Linked DNA regions of Bombyx mori: region 1 is linked to region 2. The links are chromatin contacts, called in public Hi-C maps. All regions are on one chromosome and are shown on one strand. Each heading gives the region's core, a stretch centred on a gene start, on an enhancer-like site or on the middle of the called end of the contact. The rest is flanking DNA. Distances are from core to core; before and after follow the strand shown. Region 1 holds the start of LOC101738992 (double-strand-break repair protein rad21 homolog). Region 2 has its middle 7.7 kb from the start of Cbz.

Region 1 (3,841 bases), core at 31-2,530, 48 kb after region 2:
TAGATAATTGCTTAAGGACCGGGAATTCTATATATCTCCCCAATTATAAGTTAGTTATAGTTATATCCCTAATTATAGTTATAGTTTCACACTGAATAATATGTATCATTATGTATGACACCAACAAAATAAAGTTTTAAAAAACCTCTTTTTTAATGCCTGTTGATTATCTGTAAAATATGCGCCCTCGGTGATTTTCAAATTTAGTATTGCGCCCTTAAGGACAAACAGGCCGACCCCTGCTCTAGACCACCAGCTTAGATAAAAAAAAAATAGAGGACTAGAATCCGTGGAAGGCCATGGCCAGGTTTTGTGACCTGGTAATGGCGTTCCGTGAAGCTGAGGAGTGCGAAAGGGAGTAGGATCCTTCTTCAGCTTCTCAGCAACTAAGGTAGGGTGGGCAGCGCAGACGTGACGCTTTCGCTCAGCCACCGTAGGGGCTGTTGAGTTCCGGGTGCGGGGGCGCTCGGTATTCGAACTATGGGTCCGGTGATGAGGTGGTGCAAGATGGCTCCTGTGCGTCGCCCACGGCGTGTTTCCCGAAACGACGCCCTTCGGGATATTCACAAAAATGAAGTCCCGTTGTATCATCAGGACGGCTACCGGTGAAGGTGGACTTTCGGCGCGCATTGCGGTACCGTAGGTTTGGTGTAGCCGGTGCGGTGAGGCTCGATGGGGTTAAGTTGGTAGATGGTTTTGCGGGGCGAGCGCCTCGTGCGCCTTTTTCAAGGCGTAGTCTCCTGCGAGGAATTGGGGGAGGTGAAGAACCTTGACTTTCTCGTCTCCCACTTCCTCTCTGGAGGCGCTGGAGCCCGACATAGCCCGGTCCGTTACCACCCTTGACCGGGTATCCGTAAATGGATTCCTCAGCGCTAAAGAAAACAGGCGTGCCCGTTCATCCATAAAAGAAAAAAAAAAATGTTCCTTCAGTAGCTACGAAGGTAATGAGGAGAATAATTTCAAAATAACTGATATATGTTTTATTACTAATTTTTGGTTTTTCACTTTCTATTTTTCTTAATTTTCTCCAAAATATAGACACTGGATTAAATTGTTTTACATCACATTCAGCCATTTTGTTTGATGCATTAAATGCTTCTTCCAAAACTTCAAAACTTCTTCCAAAAATTTCATTAACTGTAGCAGATAGTGTGGATATCCACCACTTTTTGAGACATTACTTATTAATAATATTATTTCATGTAATTTCGTTTTTTAAGCATCAATTAAAAAGTAACGGTTTCATTTCTTTCCTCTTTATACCTATCTCGAATTGAAAATAAAATTGTACTGGCAACACAAGTGGACACCATCTTGAAAACGTAATTGTTGTCATGTTTACGTTGATTGTAAAAAGTGAAATATTTAATGTGTGACTAAATAATTGGTAATATGATAATTTTACATAATATTTTACAATAACTGTGATTGTAAAATAATTATTTTAATAATTTTTTTACGAAAAGTGATTATTCACTTCATTAATAGAATAGGCGCCAAATTACTTTACTGTTGTTCCGAGTTGTTCGTTACAAATGCCAAACAATATCTAAGGCTGTGGTGTTTATCGTTACTAAATTGTTCTGCAATTGATACTTTGTTATATGCAACCCAATATATAAATATTTAAATTAATTTTATAATTTCAGAAAAGTGTTGATGTGATTCTTGATCAGGAAGTGCCACTATCATCATGTTTTATGCACATTTTGTGCTGGCTAAGAAGGGTCCGCTGGCCAAGATTTGGCTGGCGGCCCACTGGGATAAGAAATTGACAAAAGCACACGTATTTGAAACTAATATCGAGAAATCAGTTGATGGTATTTTAAAGCCTAAAGTGAAGATGGCATTGCGTACTTCTGGACACCTTTTGCTTGGAGTTGTGAGAATCTACTCGAGAAAAGCCAAGTATCTGTTGCAAGACTGTAACGAAGCTTTTGTCAAGATTAAGGTACACATTTTTTAAATCAATTGTAGTGAATAAGTTTACCAAATCTAAATTTACTTAATTGAAAAAAAAATCTTAATTTCAAATTAAACAGTTGGCCTTCAGACCTGGCATGGTAGATCTTCCCGAAGAGCACAGGGAGGCTGCTATGAATGCTATCACCTTACCAGAGGTCTTTCATGACTTTGACACAGCCATGCCTGAATTAAAGTGAGTATTAAAGTGTTAGGGAGTGTTCAGTAGTACTGTAAGTATACTGTAATATGTGGACAAAAATAACACAGTAAAGCTTGCTAAAAAATTCTCAATATTATTGATTTCCCTCTATTAGTTATTATTACGATAAAATAATGCTATTATTAAGGAATAATTAAATTACTATGATTATTGGTTGTTATTTGTAATTAATTTACAAAATATCACAAAAGTCTAAAAAATTCAATTGTTCTATCTTTTGAAACTGTACAACTTTACAAGAAGTATAGACATACTTCATTAATGAAATAAAATGGTATTTTTTCAAGTGCATTTCTTGTGTTATAACATTTACACCATTCTAAAATGTTTTAGTGAGGTTGATATTGAAGCCCAATTCTCTTTAAACCAGTCAAGAGCAGAAGAGATCACGATGCGTGAGGATTATGGATCATTAAACCTTGTCACCCATGATGATGGCTTTGGAGACATGGGTTTTGACACTGATAATCCTGACATTATGAGAGAAGGTATTGGTTCTGAAGGTGGACTGGAGCAGGTATGATTGTAATTCATGATTTTTAGGGTACATAATAACCTACCAATTAAAATTTTCTAATAATCTAAGATAATCTTTATAGCTATTCATCTGCAATTGCAGTTTTAATAAATATGATATAAGTGTGTAGATCAGAGTTCATTTATTATCCTTCTTCATCATCTTATACATCCTTAGATTTTTTTTTATTGCTTAGGTGTGTGGACGAGCTCACAGCCCACCTGGTTTTTGTAAGTGGTTACTGGAGCCCATAGACGTCTACAACGTAATGCGCCACCCGCCTTGAGATATGAGTTCTAAGGTCTCAGTATAGTTACAACAGCTGCCCCACCCTTCAAACCGAAACGCATTACTGCTTCACGACAGAAATAGGCAGGGTGGTGGTACCTACCCGTGCGGACTCACAAGAGGTCCTACTACCAGTAATCACACAAATTATATTTTTGTCCTACCTATGCCGAAAATTCGGTTTTCCTCCCGCTGTACAGGGATGAAAGTGTAACTTTTCCTCTGTGGGTACTGAGGAGGAGGTACAAGTGCGCATGCGCGTTAGTTTCTACGTCTGCTCTCACACACCTAAAATTCTCTGCCATTGTTGTGCTCGGGTAATTTGCAATATTGTGTTTAGTGTAAAAGAGAAATAAACAAAAGGAAATAAAATTTAATAGTGTAGTATTAAACAAAGATGAGTTCATCAGACAGTTCTTATTCAATTAGTAGTAGTTTATTTCAAAATTAAAAAACAGTTTAATTGTTTTTTTATAAGTATATGGGAAAAAAGTAGGACATTTAATTCTGCATGTTTGGCAATTTTACTCGTGGGATGAAATGTCCTACTTTTCTCCCTTGGTGCACAATGTACTATTTTGCGGGTTTGATTTTTATTATATGATGTTACTGAGACTGAGTATTAATATCAGCTTTTTAATGAACATCAACAGAGCAACCTACTTTTTGCTGATGGGTCATCATTAGAATTGGGAGGCAAGGAGTCTAGTTCAGGTCCAGGTTCAGTGCACGCTCGCACTTTGGAGCCAGCCCCACATGCTCCTGTAGATGATGGTTTCGGTGGTACTATTGGAGATGTGCCGGACTTTGGACGTAAGTATTTATCAATATTTTTCTAGCTTATTGGGTTT
Region 2 (3,567 bases), core at 673-3,172:
TCGTCATCGAGGTGAACAATTATAGGTCTTGGTCTAGGATCTTGATGATGAGTCTTGGGGGCGTCTTTGGTATCAAATTTAAAGCTTTAGCATTCCAGTTTAAGCAAAAACAGGTGTTATCCCTAGTTACCCAGAAATTGCGGTTATTGGGGACGAAATTAGTGTTAATAGAGAAATTTGCTAGGGCTGCACTCCTTGGTGTTAATTAATTTATTTATTTAGATGCACCAACAAAGAGATCATCAATGAAAAACATTGAAAAACTGACAAATGTACATGGCACATGTCACCTCAATTATAGGTGCAATCGACAGTGCATTGACAACAAAAATAAAAAATATATATCTAAAACTTGATTACATTTAATTACTTATGATTAATTTATATTTACTTGGGAAATTATCTGCGACAATTTTTTTCTGTAAGCTGTGACACAATTAGAAAAAACATCTATTTCATCACTTAAAGTTAGTTCAGCGCAATCGGACAAGTCCGAATGAACATTAACGGAGACCGCGCTACCGTGGACATTATTGTAGTCGCAAACGATTCTGTTTAAGGGAGAGTAAGCACTTAAATTCGAACGAGTGGGCTTTCTTATAAGCGGTTTATATTTCTTCGTTCTTAGTAAGTACTTAGGGGCTGATGTTTTTATCTGGGTTAAGAGATTAAGTGTGTCTGTTATTCCATGGATTAATCAGGTGGATACCCCCACTCTGAACAAATATTAATATATTTTATTATGTATTACTTAGACATTTTTGTCCACCTTGAGATTTCATTGTTCTTGTAAAATGTCTGTGCAAAAGCGACTTACTTATGTTAAATTGCTTAGCTATTTCAACTAAAGACTTATTCCTAATTTCATAGGCTTCTATTACTGTTTTTAATATTAAGGGATCATATCTCTTATAAGGATTTGGAATCTTTGATACGAGGCATATCTAATAGAAAACAACGCGTAACTGATAATATAAATATTTTCCAAACAATAAAATAACACTGCATTGATAATTTTGAATAAAAGTTCTAGACAAAAACATCATGAATAAACCAGATTCTTACCAACAAATTTAAAAAATATTGTTGTAACTACATAGACAACCCTACAACTCTGTACTCATTTATACTTAGGTCGCTTCCATTTCACTTATTCTCATCCCAATTGACCCCTTTTTCATTGTTATTTGTACCTGAAACGTCCCCAATATCCCCAAAAACAACAGATTTTTACATGTATTTTTATTTTATCAAATACATTAAAACCAATAACAACTAAGACTTACCTTTAATATATATAATGGTTCAAACACTAAATAACATTTATAAATCACAGTCGTCTTCTATTATTATCAAATAAATAAAAGAGAGCAAAGTTTCTAGCACTAAAATAATTACCACCACAAGAAGTTAATTTGAAATGCGATTTTTTATAAGTTAGCAGCTATTATCATGCATATTCAGAGTTGTTTTGTGAACTTTCAACATTCTACCATTACATTACAAAAAATGGAAGATTTTGCAACGATTAAAAAACCTTTTTTTTCCTTCTGGTTTTTTCCCCATTCACCTCTCAATCCCTAATCACCCTTTCTTACTGTACCTATCTCTTATGTTTATGGCGTTTCCTTTTAGATTTCGCCAATGTCAAGTGTATTTAATACTCTGCTTTCTATAGCGGGCTTCGTGAACGAGCAAGGTCACAGATATTAACTAAGAATTAAGTGAGTACCTAGCTAAGAATGTTTGATGACAGGATCTCTGTTGATTTACCTAAAACAATATATATACAATATACATACAACATCTTGCTGTACCTACTAACCTCTCAAATATATTAAGTGTTTAATCTATGTACTAACCTCATTCGCGTGACAGCTAATAATATGTCAATGCCCTGGATGTCATATTTGAAACATAGATAAAAAAACTGTAGAGTGTAGGTAGGTGGGTATAGAATGATTGAAAATGTAGCAGATCATACTTATTACAAAGAAATTAATGTTACAATACCTACAATCAAATTTTTTTTTACGTTATAATGTTTTAGTTGTGTCAATATATCATAGATCACAATGAAGTAGGAAACCTATGGAAATGAAACGTCAACCAAAATTTCGTGCCACTGTGACGTCATCTGGCCACAAAACATGGCGGCTTTAGTGCTGTACAAAAGATTACAATGTTATCAGGTTTTATCGATAAACGTTCTTGGCTCATTTTATTTTAAATATTGTTGAGTATTATTTATTTGTAGAATTTATACTTTAATGGGAAGTAAGTAGGTATATTGTTATGTGCAAATATGATATGATTTAGATGGGTGAAATCTAAGACAAGTTCGTCCTTCGAATTTGCCAAGTAAACGATATGATGATTTTTAAAAGTTGCTACAATGATTTTATAAAGTTGTCGTTTGTCGCAAAACATAAAGATATGGCGTAGTTCAAAGCCATCAGCCCATTTCTAGCATGCTAAATGTTATCGTATTTTGAGTACGTGTTTTTCTTAGACTATTACAATCTATTTTAATTGTTTTGCTGACTCTAAAGTCCGTAACATACTACCGCAGCGCACCCCAAGGAAGGTGCGCCGCACCATTTGAATCACTTTCGCTTGAGAGTGATTCAAATTTTAAACTTATCCAGGGACCGCGTTTAAAAAAAACACGCCTACAGAACATTTATTCATTAATTACAAACGTCATTCCTTGTGACTTCCTCTCTAAAATCACTTAATTATTAAATATTTAACAAATTTACAATAGTGTTTTACTCACTGCGGAATAAAACTATTTTATTTCAATAGTTCCGAAGAGATTTTGTCGGTAGCCTTTTTCCCGAAATATCTAAACAGAATGTCTAAATATGTTTTGATGACATATTTTAAAGTGGTATTTATGATTAGTGTCATGATCAATAGATTCCGACCGAAAAATGGATTTTTCGGATGAGGGCTCCATAATGAATTTAAATACATATAGATAATAGTTTTAGGACATCGACTTTCTTGAGATCCTATAAAATACGTTTTAATTATTATTTTTCTATGTTTTAAGCATGATAAATTATGAAATTTTATATAATCAATCATATTAAATCGATATCATAGTCAATAAATAATGTACAACCCAAAACAGACGACCGAACTGACGTGACAATGACATTTGGCGCGCTAAACATGGCGGATTTTCGGCCTCATTAGACGGAGACGGAGATATTTACGTATATTCATGTTTCATTTTATGTACGCACTGAAATACTGTTATATTGTTTTCCTGCGAGTTAAAGTGCTGAGTAAGAACGAGATAGATATATGTTTATGTATGTGCCTTCAAAATGGGTGCTATTTATATAAGCAATTGTACGTATAGAACAATATGTCGTGTCCCTACTATCTAGGTCTATGATAGATCATTATTACTTTTTAATACAAATTTAGTTCCATTTCATCAAAACGAAGGTATGAACAGCTGCTATGCACCAACAATGCGTACATATTTATCGATTACTTGGGCTTGTATCCATAATATTACATAATTACTTTTTGCTGCAATTTATAGTGAAA

The links. Hi-C and Micro-C count contacts between places; a contact is called where the count stands out from the background.
Region 1: a contact with region 2 is called in a Hi-C map of whole pupa, with 1.9 times the contacts expected there. The contact joins the promoter of LOC101738992 here to the enhancer-like site in region 2. A contact is called at or near these places in 2 of 7 Hi-C or Micro-C datasets (middle silk gland and whole pupa).

What each region holds. Positions count from the first base shown.
Region 1 is chr6:4,174,394-4,178,234 of ASM3026992v2, forward strand. LOC101738992 (double-strand-break repair protein rad21 homolog) reads left to right here and starts at 1,281. Exons shown (of 21, transcript XM_012694182.3): 1 at 1,281-1,387; 2 at 1,650-1,951; 3 at 2,043-2,158; 4 at 2,519-2,702; 5 at 3,644-3,803. The coding sequence starts at 1,694.
Region 2 is chr6:4,125,634-4,129,200 of ASM3026992v2, forward strand. No RefSeq gene overlaps it. Among protein-coding and RNA genes, the nearest start is that of Cbz, 7.7 kb to the right of the region's middle. Within about 2 kb of position 1,923, at least 8 of the 8 cell types and tissues checked have open chromatin away from gene starts, as enhancers often do.